2 separate regions of the Mus musculus genome follow, and region 2 is linked to region 1. The links are chromatin contacts, called in public HiChIP or PLAC-seq maps. All regions are on one chromosome and are shown on one strand. The core of a region is the stretch at or near the end of the contact, and the rest is flanking DNA. Distances in the headings are between cores, read along the strand shown.

Region 1 (6,548 bases), core at 2,075-4,574:
ATCTTCAGATTCTAGAACACTGGATGCAGCCATAGCTGGTAACTGTGTGAATGAATGGGTTGCAAAGACATTTATTATAATTGACATCAACTAAACTCCCAGAGATTTAGTTTTGTTTTTTTTTCTCCCAGTTTCCTACTTTTCTTGTCCTATAACTCTTGGAGGAAGAGGTTTTGTCTTTAAAAATATCTAGTTCAAATCCTGGGTTAGGCCAGTTTCTGTTCCCAGGTCTCAGGTCCCTTCTATTCCTTGATGATGGACCTGTGTGGTGGTTTGTATATGCTTGTTCCAGGGAGTAACACTGTCAGGAGGTGTGGCCTTGTTAGAGGAAGTGTGTCACTGTGGGGGTAGGTTTTGAGACCCTCCTTCTAGTGACATGGGAGCTGTCTGTCTTTGGATCAAGATGTAGAACTTTTAGCCCTTCCAGCCCCATGTCTCCCTGGACTCTGCCATGCTCCCACCTTGATGATAATGGACTGAACCTCTGAAAGCCCACCCCAATTAAGTGTTGTCCTTTATAAGAGTTGCACTGGTCATGGTGTCTCTTTACAGTAGTGGAAACCCTAACTAAGACAATCTAAGACTTCCTGTGAAATATCTATAGCGTGTTCAAGGCTGGCCTTGAACTCCTGCTCTTCCTGCCTCTCTCTCTCCAGTGCTGGGATTCCAGTCCTGAGCTTAGATGAGGTTCTGAACAACGTGCTTTGCATACATGGGCAAGTACAGGGATGGCAAGACCACATTGTCTCTGAGCCTCAATCTGGTATGTGTTATCATCTCAGCATTCTGGAAAGCCTTCTGCGTTTAGTTTTTATATGAGGAAATCTTAGGGAAGAGAAAAATGTTAATCACATTTAAATGTGATACCAAACACATGTGTCCCCCTATCACTCCTTCATGGACCACTGTCTACACAAAATTTTTTTCTTTCTCCTTGGTAAATATAAGAAACCTTTCTGTATAACAATTATACTTATTTGATTTTTGTTTGTTGCTTATATGAAGTAGTCTAGTCTGTCTGTTTTACTTGGTTTTGAGTTAATTGTTCTTACAAAAATAACAGAATCAAAATTACACTTAGCGTGTGTGAATCCAGAGGCAGTGTTTTCAAATGCAAATCATTAAGTAAATATTTCTATACAAGTTGCATTAACCAGAAACTGCCAAGAACCTCATATTTCTAATTTTGGCTCCAAAATATCCTCTGGTGATAGGACTGAAGGCTACTCTGCTAACCTGCTACATGCTTACCCCTGGACTCATCACCAATCACCAAGCCTTTTGCTGATGTTATCTGAGTGTCTGACTCAAATGAATCAGGACAATGACTCTTCCTCTACAAACGCTTAGACTCCAATACAGACCGTGAAATACATACGCTGAGTGTGTATCAAACACATGCATGACTCACTCAGAGGCCCAGCGTCAGTGCAAACACAGCAAAAAAGCAAGTGATCTTCATATGCTAAAAAGGGGTCAGAACATCTTCTTGAACCACATCATGAAGAAACATGAAAATGAGCTGGCAGGGGTTGGGGTGGGGGTGGGGTGGAGGGTGGGGGGTGCTGTGGGTAGGGAAATGTGATTGGATTGAGCAACAGAAGCAAACGCCCTTTTCCAACATCTTCAATGTTTCTCTAGACAACCCACCAACGAGGACGGCATTGTTTGTTGGGCTTTTACTCAAATCTGCAGGGGAATAAAGAAAGTTAGTATGGTTAGTCTCTCAGGACTCATCTCAGAAGGCTGGACCAAATAACAATCATTTGGTTCAGAGGAGAAAGAAGGGCTGGGACAAAGGGAATCTATCTGAGTATGAGACAGAAATTGCCCTTAAAGCCCAGGGGCTTGAAGGAGAGGGGTGTGGAACGTCTTACATTTGAAAAATAGTGTCTCCTAGGGAGGGTTCTGAGCTGAACCGATTGCCATAAGCAAGTGGGGAGCGTGAGGATCCAGGCAGTCCTTGCTCTCACAGACTTCCAGTTTGTCTAATGTGGCAGCTGCTGTTGACTTCTGAGTCAGGACAGATGTATGGAATGTGTTACAGCAATGCCTCCAAGGTAGAAAGACTTGGGTCTAACAGTGACTAGTGCCATGCGAAAGAGTTTGAACACAACCTAGGAACCACGTTAGCTCTCCCCATCCCCTCATATGTGCTACGGCTAGGGAGAAAGGGTCCCATGCAAGCCTTGGGTCCCAGCAGTGGGCATAGATGCAGTTACCCCCTTGCTTCCAGGCAGGGCCATTACTTTAGTTTACCTTGTGTTGCTGTGATCAAAAAGATGGCCAAAAGCAACTTGGGGAGGAAAGGGCTTATTTCACTTTACAGTTACAGTCCTTCATGAAGAGATGACAGGGCAGGGATGGAAGCAGAAGCCCTGGAGGAGTGCTGCTTACTGGCTTGGTCCTCATGGCTTGCTCTGCCTGCTTTCTTATACCACTCAGGTCCACATGCCCAGGGTGGCACTGCCCCTCAGCGAGCTGGCCCCTCCCACATCAATCAATTCATCCATCCATCCATCCATCCATCCATCCATCCATCCATCCATCCATCAGTCAAATGCCTTATAGGCTTCCTTACAGGCAATCCAATGGTGATATTTTCTCAATTGAGGTTTCTCTTCTCAGATAACTCTGGCTTGTGTCAAACTGAGAAAACACTCACCAGAGAGTGGTGTTTCACTTCAACATAAGCTGCGTCTTACATTATACCAATATCGTAGCATTTTCCTGGAAGCAAGAGAGAAGAAAAACCTGGAGTCCTAGCTGTATCTCAGTCACTAGTTTCACCTCGTTGTCTTAAGCTATAGCTATGAAGAAAATCCCCATTGGAGTACAAGACGGCCGTACTCAGTTCCTAAAAAGTCAGAAGACATACAACGTCGACTGTCCTTAAAGTGCTGAGCCAGCAAGAAGATAGAAATGTCTTATTTCTTGATCCTCTTCTGGTCCCTACTGCAGAGAGTGCCCAGCTCTGACTGAATTTGGCCCCCTTCTACTCTGCGTAACAAAGCTGCTGGTTGCCTGCGACCACCTTGCTGAAGCTCTGTATAGAAAGAAGCAGGCTCAGAGTTAATCAGCAGGGACGTCTCTAACATCTCACAGCCTCATTCGCTTTGGACCATGAGGAAGCTGCTTAACTTATTTGAGTTTTATTTATGTCACATACGACATTGGCGCAGTGAGAGGATTGTAGTAGACCAGAAATGTTAGCGCTCCGCTTCCTCAGGATGGATTTGCTTTCGTTTCGTTTCTGTATCCCTGACTCTCCGTTGAGATTCATTTTCACTTCCTGCTAAGTACCAGTCCAGAGGCTAGACTAGGGGAAGAGAAACTGAGCAGTGGCGGTAAGGAACAAGTCAGACCATGAGTAAGGGTCAACCTTATCCACACTCTTACAAAATAAAGCCACCGCGGAGACCGCAGGGTAGTGCTCCGCTGTGTGCATTCCTACTGACGCTCCGAGTACAAACTTCTCCCCAAATAACTATTTCACAGCAAAGTCTTGCCGAATGCTTTAGCCATCCTAGTTCTGTGAGCTGAGAGTGCTTTGAAGTTCAGAGACATTGGCCACAGGACGAAGGGTGCTTGTTGCCGGGATTGTTTGCTGGAGGGACTGTGATTGGGTTGTCAGCGGGCTCACTAATGGAAGCTTTGAAATAGTTCTGCACTGTAAATTTCGCTTCAAACAGCTGATTTCATTTACAGTGAAGTTCCCTCACGATTCCTCCAAGTCTCTTCCCATAGGTCGCTCTACAGAGAACATCATCAGCTTTATCCATTCGTAAAATCCTAAGAATATTATGAAGGACAGAACTCCATTGCCGGCAGAAAATGTCTTAGAGATTTTGGGCTATGGTGTCTTAAAGCAGGTTATTTTTCTTGTATATACCATCCAATGTTGAACAGTTTATAATCATTTTGAATATACACATATATGCTACACACACACACACACACCATAGCCGGCATTTTCACAGATGGGTTCTCTATAGTTGAGATCGTTTGAAGGAAAGATGATTCACAGAATAGTTCTCTATAGTTGAGATCGTTTGAAGGAAAGATGATTAAAAAAAAAGCCTCTAGTAAAACCAAACAACAAAAGCCCATACAATGACAACAAAAAACTATCCAGGCGTGGTGGCCACGCCTTTAATCCCAGCACTCGCGAGGCAAAGGCCAGCCTGATCTACAGAGTGAGTTCCAGGACAGCCAGGGCTACACAGAGAAACCCTGTCTCAAAAAACAAAACAAAACAAAACACCCAAATCCCACCCCCCCCCCCAAAAAAAAACAAAAAACCAATCCAGGGGGCTAAAGAGATTGCTCAGTGGAGGACCTGAGCTCAGCTTCCCACACACACTTCAGGTGGCCCACAGCAGCTGTAACTCCAGCTCTGGGGGCTCTGATGCCTTCTTTTGGCTTCTGTGGGTGCTGTACTCACACACACAAACCCACACACTTACACATAATTAAAATAAAGGATCAAACAGACATACTGAGTCAGGTATGATGGCGCTCACCGGTAATCCCTGGACTCAGAAGTTCAAGGCTAGCCTCAGCTACACAAGGAGCTTGAAGCCAGATTGGACTACCTGAAACTGTCTCAAAAGCAACAAAACCTACATTAGACTTCCATGGCCAGGGACTTTGGGTAATAATTCTGTTGCCAGTATCCAGAGCTTAAACATGGTGGTGGTGGGCTCCTCTCTGAGGGTTTCATCCTCAGGATTATCACCATTACTAATTCTTTTTTCTTCTTCTAATTCTTATATAAACCATCCCTGGTGCACTTTTGGCAAAATCACCATAGAATAGTGTGTAACATTCTGCATGTTTCAGGAAAGGGAAGGAAGAGGGAAATGGAAATAGAAACACAGCAGAAAGGGTAAGGTAGTCTTAAGTATTTATATATAAAATGGTAAGAGAGCCTATCTATAGGTTATAGAATGGGTATAACTCAAACAGAAATTAAAAGGAAACTCATCATATTAGAAATGAAAGAAGGTTAGAATTAACCCTGTAAGTAAAGGACTGAAGTAGAAATGAACCAGGTGGATCGGATTGCATACCTGTCATGCAAGCGTTTGAGGGGCTGGGGTGGGAAGACTGTAAATTTGAGGCTAACCTGGGTTTCATAGCAAGACCCTGTTGCAAACCAAACAAAACAAAAGGATGGGACAGAATCCCAAACAGAAGCAGGGACAGCACAAGAAAGATAAAAGCAAAGTTAATTAAAACAGGTCATAAAACTGGAAAGTGGAGGTGGGGAGGAGTCTTGACTAGGAGCTAGAAAGGGGCAGGGATTGCAGAGACAGAACGCTAGTAGCTGCAAGAGAAGCTGGTAAGGGAGCAAAGGGTCCAGCAGGAGGAGGCGGGAGGGAACCACAAGTAGTGAGGAAAAAGAAAATGTGTGTGAAGATTTAATGAAGCCTGTTTCTTTGTATGCTAATTAAATCCCCAAGTGCTCAGAAATAGCTTTGTGGGAATACCGAGTCCAAATGTGAGAAAATTATCAAAACCCCATAAAGAAAAGAAGAATTGACCAGATACAGATATAGACACAGCTCCACATACTTACTAACACAACCTACCACAAAGTCCACACTTCACAGCTCCTCGTACTTAACAACGCAACTTACTGCAAAGTCAGCATTTCACATTTTAAAACATTCTGAAGCTAAGCCAAGTGATATTTAATGGGCCTCCTAATTTCATAGAAATTCAATATGTAATAAAGATGGGCTCACAAATAGGAAAGTAAAACAGAAAAGCCAAGGTATAAAAAAATAGAACCTATTGAATCTAACGTTGATTCTTTGAAAAGGTATCATGAACAACATAGGTTGAAGTGTTTTCACTTACCTGATTTTATTTTATTTATTATTGTGCACACACACACATGTGTGTGTGTGGGTGTGTGATGATGTGTCTAGGGTAGAGGTTAGAGTTGACTTTGTGCACTTGGCTCCTCCTTACAGCTCTTCTTATCCTCAGATGGATCTTGGTGAAAAAATATAATTATGTGAGATTGACTTTCTTTTTCTTTTCTTTTCTTTTTTTCTTTTTCCTTTCCTTTTTTCCCCCCAAGACAGGGTTTCTCTCTGTGCAGCCCTGGCTGTTCTTGAACTCACTCTGTAAACCAGGCTGGCCTCGAATGCAGAAATCTGCCTGCCTCTGCCTCCCGAGTGCTGGGACTAAAGGCGTGCACCACCACTGCCCGGTTTGAGATTGACTTTTCTTTTTTTTTTTTTTTCCCTCCCCCGCCCCCGAGATTGACTTTTGAACCCCAGATTTAATAGCAGATGCTGTAGAGATGGTTGTGTTCCCTTTTCTGGGAAATACATCCTTAGTTTTTTTCCCCTCTGTTGACAGGTCTCCTGTAGCCCAGGTTGTCCTCAAATTTACTGTGTAGCCAAGGATGACCTTAACTCCGGATCCCCCTGCCTCTACCTCCCAAGGCAGTGCTAGGATTATAGCCGTATGCCACCAGAGCTGCCTATGTTCAATGCAGCGGTTCTCAACCTTCCTAATGCTGTGACCCTTTA
Region 2 (6,548 bases), core at 2,107-4,606, 280 kb before region 1:
GCCACCAATCCACAGGACCCACTGTTGGAAGGAAGAACTCATTCTAACTTCCGCGTGTGTGTCACACACACACGTACACACACACACAGACACACACACACCCCAAATTTAAAACCCCGAAAGAAAGCTAGTAGATGTACTAAGGCCTCTCACTTTTTGATCCTCCAAACAGGGACCACCATTATCCTTCCCAAGAGGCCCCCTAAGAGCACAGACGATAAGGAGGAGACGATACAGAAACTAGAGGTGAGGAGGAAGTGCGATAGACAGCTGGCCTCCCGGTCCCTTGGAGCCCCAGCTCTCCCTGCATTCTGTGAGTGAGTTTCTCTTCCTATTCATCCTCACATGAGACGCTAGAGAAGAAGGAGGAGGAAGTGACTTCGGAGGAGGATGAAGAGAAAGAAGAAGAGGAGGAGAAGGAAGAGGGGGAGGAAGAGGAATACGATGAAGAGGAGCATGAGGAGGTGAGGGGGCTTTGCTCCTCCCCACCCCACCCCTCCTTTCTCCCTTACAAGTTGTAGGCTCACAACTCTTTTTTTTTTTTTCTTTTCAAGATTTCTTGTTGTTGTTTTATTTTTGGTTTTGGTTTTGAGACAGGGTCTCCATTATGCAAGCCAGGCTGGCCAGGAACTCCCCAGAAGCCCCCCTGCTTCTATTTCCTGCTGTTGGGGTTACATATGAGTCTGCCTCCAGACTTAGCATACAAGACTCTGTATGATTGCATACCAAGCGTGTTCTGGTGCCTGAGGAGGCCTGAAGAGGGTCTCCAAACCCCTGAAGCTGGGCGTTACAAGCAGGTGTGAGCTGCCCAAGTTATCTGAACTCCGAAAGAGCAACAAAGGCCTTTAACATCCAAGCCATCTTTTATTACATGTGTGCATGAGTGTGTGTGTGTGTGTGTGTGTGTGAAATGTGTGGAGGTCAGAAGACAACTTGCAAGAGTTGGCTCTCTCTTTTCCCGTGTGGGGTCTGGTTATTGACCACAGGTCCTCTGGCTTAACAACAAAGGCCTTTTGTACTGAGCCATCTCACTAACCCTGGGCTCTCAACCCTTACACGGGAGACATTCTCAGAGAGTTGCAGTGCCACCAAAAGCCTTTCTCCAGTTCATCTATCCCTGACCTATCCTCAAAACACGGAACATGGCGGGTGATATGGCTCAGAGGGCAAAGGGGCTTGCTACCAAGCCTGATGACCTGAGTGCAGTCCCCAGAACCCACAGAGTGGAAGGACTGACCCCTGCAAGTTGTCCCCTGACTTCCACATGTGCACCAGGGCACACTTGGACACACACATATAACATACATATACAGGCAAACAAATACTTTAACTTGTATAACATGGAGCAGGAGTGACGACTCTTGGTTAAGAGCGCATGCTGCTCTTCCATAGGACTCGAGCTCCACTCTCAGCATCCACATGGTGGCTCACAACAACCGGTGACTCCAGTTCCCGGGCATCTGACGCCATTGTCTGGCCTCCGAGGGTTCTAGCACGAAAGCAGTATACACATACATGCAGTCAAAGCACCTATACGCATGAAAAGGAATGAATGTAACAGCAGGTAGAGGTGTCCCAGACCTGGAAAGGTGTGTGTGAGAAGAAAGAGCCTGGAGACAAAGAGAAGAAAACTCTGACATCACCCCTGATCTTTGCTTCTTTTTACATTTCAGGAAACTGATTACATCATGTCATATTTTGACAATGGAGAGGACTTTGGAGGGGACAGCGATGACAATATGGATGAGGCCATATACTGAAAAACCTGGGCATAGACTGAAAACCTGGGCCATAGACTGAAAACCTGGGCCCATATATCATTCTTGATTTGAGATACAGGAACTAAATATCCCTATGTACTTAGGGGTTTTCCTATTTTTGTTATTTGTTTTGTTTTGTTTTGGTTGGTTGGCTTGGTTTGTTTTTTCCAGACAGGTTTCTCTGTGTAGCCCTGGCTGTCCTGGAACTCACTCTGTAGACCAGGCTGGCCTCAAACTCAGAAATCCGCCTGCCTCTGCCTCTGCCTCTGCCTCCCAAGTGCTGGGATTAAAGGCATTCGCCACCATGCCCAGCTTTGTTATTGTTTTTTGAGAGAAGATCTCATGTAGCTCAAGCTGGCCTGGAACTCGGTATGTAGCTGAGGCTGGCCTTGAATTTTGGACCCCCCCCCACCCCCCCAAGCCTTGGGATTACAGGGACGCGCCACCACAGCAGACTTACTAGCATTTACTTCTGTTGAGAAAAAATTGGTTAGAATCCAGGTGACCTGTGTGATCCCTGGGGGCTGTGATGCGCAGCCGTTGACAGTTTAGGGGAGACTTGGGGTGGGAACAGTCAAGAGGAGTAAGGCCTGTTTTGTACTTTTAAATAAAATGTTTGTATCTGTCTAACATGTCTAACAGAGTGATGTGTACTGGGAAAGGGCCGGAGGCAAGGCTGAGGGGGTGTCCAGTCAAGCCATTCTTACCCCTGCCACGCCCCCTTTCAGAGGACTGAATTTACAGCCATGCAAATGCTAAACGGGTGTTCCATCACTCAGCCATGCCCCCATCTCTTTTTATATATTTGCTTTAGAATTTTTAGGCAGAGCTTTTGCTAAGTTGCCTAAGTTGGCTTTGAACTTAACCCTGTAGCCCAAACAGGCCTGAAACTGTCTCAGCCTCCCTAGCTGTGGTCCCAGGTCTGTGCCACCAGTGTCAAATCTCTGCGTGTCCAGTGTGACACGGGTGTGTGTGTGTGTGTGTGTGACCGCCTTGACCCTTGACCTTTACTTCTCAGCTCTCCCTTGGAGGACATTCAGGAACTCATCTGCAATGCTGTCTGAAAGCAGCGCTGGGGAAAGCATAGGCTCGCCCACAGACTACCCTAGCCTTTGGCCTCCAGCAGCACAGGGACATGAGCCTGCATAGTCAGGCACATTTACCAGGACACCAGCCCTCTCCTTTCTCACACTTGACCTTGATGGTGTCCTTATTTACAAAGAGTGATTGCAGCTATTTTTGTGCAGGGAGTCCAGAAAGCCAGGGGCCGGGAGAGAGGAGTGACTCACTGCTTTCAGCTTACCGTCTTCCAGGACCTGGAGAGCCCACTTTGAAAGGCATATTTAGGATCTCCCTAAATATACTGTTCTCTACAGACAGCCGGGGTGTGGCTTGCAGCTCCTTCTTTTTTGTTGTTCTTTCCTTTGTGGAATTAAGTTAGCCTTTCTCACTCCACTTTGGGGAGGGGGTAGGCGGTGTTATCTTCCAGGAAGTAAGGAGGGTGGGGAGGAAGGGAGTGATTTAGGGACACTCAGCTCTAAGAGAGGCTTCCTCGCCCACACAGCGCTCCCTTGGGTGAGGTCACTTCCCTGGCCTCTGATTGGCTTCTAAGGAAGGCTTCCTCGAGCTGATTGGTTGCATGCACTTGCCATGCCACAGCCACGAGTAAGTTGCGTGTCCAGTATAGAAACAGAGTAAGGAGACCTGCAGAGACATCTGCCGTGCTACCACGGGAGGCCCCACTGAGCATTTCATAGTCTAAGGATGGACTGTGTGAGAAGCGTCCAATAAGCTTCCCAATCGCTTTTAGACAGGCCGACCGAATTTCCTACAGCATCGTGGGTTAGAGAACCGAAATCCAAGGTCAGGTATTTCTGACCCCATTGTACAGGGCAAAGAGGGGCTTAGACTCCATGGAGGAGAAGCGCCTTCAAGGCCTCGTTTAAATGTGGTAGCAAGTGTTGGGATAGAAGCCCAGCCAAGAAAGCAGAGCCGGGAACAGGAATAGAAGCGAACATTCCAGAGTTATTGAGCAATTTGTGGTGATTGATGTGTTTCCTTTTCTAGCTCTCCGAGGTGAGGGAAGGGCGGGGCCAGGAGACTTGTCCCTGGGGTTTCCCACAGTTCTACAGCCAGCGACTGTAGCTAGGGAGGAAACAGCCGAAAACAAAGATCCTGAACGGTTTGGTTCTGTTTTGTTTACCTGTTGTCTTTTCCTACGTTGTCCCGTGCACACACAGTGGAGGGGAGACACCATCCTAACCCTCATTACTTAAGTCCAGGTCTATGTTGAGAGACACTGCCACAGGCTAGCCCACCTGATGCTCCTCTTTTTTTTTTTTTTTTTTTTTTAACATTTCATTTATTTGGCCAAGGGTGTACAAAATGGCGTGTGTGGGGAGCCCAGAGGACAGCCTGCTGGAGTCAGTACTCTCCTGCTGCCATATGGGTCTGGGGGCTCACATGCAAGGCTTGGAGGCAAGCACCGAATGAGCCAACTCACATCCCTGGGAACTTGGTGGTGGGACCAAAGATCCCGAACTAAAGGTGGTAAAGGAGGGCAGGACACTAGTCCCCACCCATCTTTCCACAGTTCCGTCCCTTCACGTTGCCTTTCCCCTGGCGCAGGAGAAAGGAGGACAAAGGTTGGAATGACCACTTGGGATCAGTCATGCTACCTCAAAGACAAAGTGTCATAAATATCAAGTCATTCTTGGACTCTGCCCTGCCTGGACTCCTGCCTTCCCTGGCAGGTGACCTTGTTGGACAAAGCCAGTGACACGAGACACAGCAGCTTCCCCAAATTCCTAATTGGTTCCAGGCAATAGCTAAACCATGTCCACTGACCTTTCCCCAACTTCCCACAAGCACTCCCAAACAGGCAGAGGCTGGAGCCTGGGTCCAGCAGACAGGGTCAAAGCCGCTCTTCCTGGAGAGGCAGGCAGCACAGCAGTTGAGGCCTGGCCTACTAATTTACATAGACCTAGTCAGTGTTTGCCACCCAGGTACATAATACCCATTAGGAACAGTTCTTATTGTCTAAATTGCTCCAATGCCTGGACTGCAGACTAGATTTTACAGCAGGAAAACCTAACCCATGTTCCACACCTACCCTCCCAGGCCTCACCTCCTTAGGTAGGACCCGTGAAATGGGGAGTCGGTGAACAGGTGCAAGGACTCATGTGGTTTAAGAGAGGACCAAATAGAGATCTGGATGCAGCAAATTTAGGTTGAGAGTGGAGAACAAAGAAAACTGAAGGCCAGAAGGCAGGTGGATGGAGCGATTAGGCACCGCGGTTTGGTAAGGGAAAGGTAGTTGGTTTCTGCAACTTACTTTTATGGTTGTTTGAACTTTGAAAGTAAAGAAGGGTGTGGGCTGGTAGAGAATAAAGCAGGGTGTGAACTGGGGGTGTAGCTCAGTAGTCAGAGCACTTGCCCAGCATACACAAAGTCCTAGACTTTATCCCTAACACTACAGAACTGAGCATAAAAGCGTATGCCTCTAACCCTTGGTTCTATGGAAAATTTGAGTCCAAGCTGGGGCACAGGAGACACTGTCTCAATGGAAATAAAAGAAAAAGAAGCTGGGCATGAAGTGGGTCTACAGAGTGAGTTCCAGGACAGCCAGGGCTATACAGAGAAACCCTGTCTTGAAAAACCAAAAAAAAAAAAAAAAAAAAAAAAAAAAAAAAAAAAGAAAGAAAGAAAGAAAAAAGAAATGAAGAAGCTAAGTCAAGGGGAACAATTGTCATCTCAGATAGGCAAAATATCACCCCAGGGCTTTGGTGTCTTTACTCCATAGTCTTGTACCCTTGGAATGTTGTGTCATGACCCCCCCATGCCTCAGTCTCATGTCTGGTACACGAATCTGATACATGAGCTGTCTCCTGAGACCCCCTACTCCACAGTAGGGTTGGTGTAGACTCACTTGTAAAGGTACAAATGGAACCGGGACTCCAGACGTTTGCTTGGTCCAACAAGGTCACCTGCCAGTAAAAGCAGGAGTCCAGGCAGGGCAGAGTTCACATCTGACTTGATTTGTATGACATTTTGTCTTTGAGACAGCACAACTGATCCCCAGTGGTCACTCCAACCTTTGTCCTACAAATGGCGGGACATGCCCGTTTGGCCAAGCTGTCATTCGATCTCCTTGATCTTCTCACCTTATTTTCGGCCAGGCAAGCTAAAGATACCTCAGGCACATCGCCAGTTGTTTCCAAGAACCTTTGCAGCCAGGGTAGCTGGGGACCAGCAACTCCCACAACTAGTAAGAAAGCAGGAAAACCTTATAACCGAGAGTTCAAGGTTACGACCTGCGAGTCCGGAGTCACATCAAGGACACCACAGAGATTTCAGACCAAAGAAGCGGCTGCAGATACAGGTCCTTCCTATCTGTCCTTAAACACGTCTGGCCAGAGGTGAGGAGATAAATGAGCTCGACAGGAATAGTTCTGTTATGTAATCTGACCCAGGCTAGTGTGACCTTTTCTCCATTGACTTTTCCCCTACTGAGACTCACATTCCCCCCAAGGAAATCACAAACATAGAAATTTGAAATCCCGACGCAGAATTCTAGTTTCGAGTATTATCAGCAAAAATGGTTCGCCTAATCCTTAGGATGTAATGTGTCTCTTCTGTCTGCTGCCTAGCTATAGCTACCCCAGTGGGAGTTAGCAGGCACGCACTGACCTCACCCCAGACCAGAGGGGTGAAGGTTTTCCATGATCATAGAGTCTGGGCTATTTTCTATTCAAACCGCCTCATGTCCCAGGACTATCAGCTATGGGC

What was found. HiChIP or PLAC-seq counts read pairs in DNA pulled down with a chosen protein or histone mark.
Region 2: a contact with region 1 is called in an H3K27ac HiChIP or PLAC-seq map of embryonic stem cells, with 5 read pairs. The contact joins two enhancer-like sites. A contact is called at or near these places in 9 of 39 promoter capture datasets (the 3T3-L1 cell line, the C10 cell line, cranial neural crest and 6 more), 6 of 115 datasets of contacts at active chromatin or transcription factors (bone marrow-derived macrophages, embryonic basal ganglia, embryonic stem cells and 1 more) and 1 of 9 other capture datasets (adipose tissue).

Annotation. Positions count from the first base shown.
Region 1 is chr3:96,297,672-96,304,219 of GRCm38.p6, reverse strand. No RefSeq gene overlaps it. Among named protein-coding and RNA genes, the nearest start is that of Fcgr1, 7.0 kb to the right of the region's middle. Within about 2 kb of position 3,324, at least 63 of the 459 cell types and tissues checked have an H3K27ac peak or open chromatin away from gene starts, as enhancers often do. A contact at or near this core is called in adipose tissue and bone marrow-derived macrophages, where this site is marked.
Region 2 is chr3:96,573,714-96,580,261 of GRCm38.p6, reverse strand. It overlaps Polr3gl (polymerase (RNA) III (DNA directed) polypeptide G like), which reads left to right. Exons shown (of 8, transcript NM_027241.4): 6 at 173-246; 7 at 351-464; 8 at 1,674-2,390. The coding sequence ends at 1,760. Among named protein-coding and RNA genes, the nearest start is that of Gm15441, 10 kb to the right of the region's middle. Within about 2 kb of position 3,356, at least 381 of the 459 cell types and tissues checked have an H3K27ac peak or open chromatin away from gene starts, as enhancers often do. A contact at or near this core is called in adipose tissue and bone marrow-derived macrophages, where this site is marked.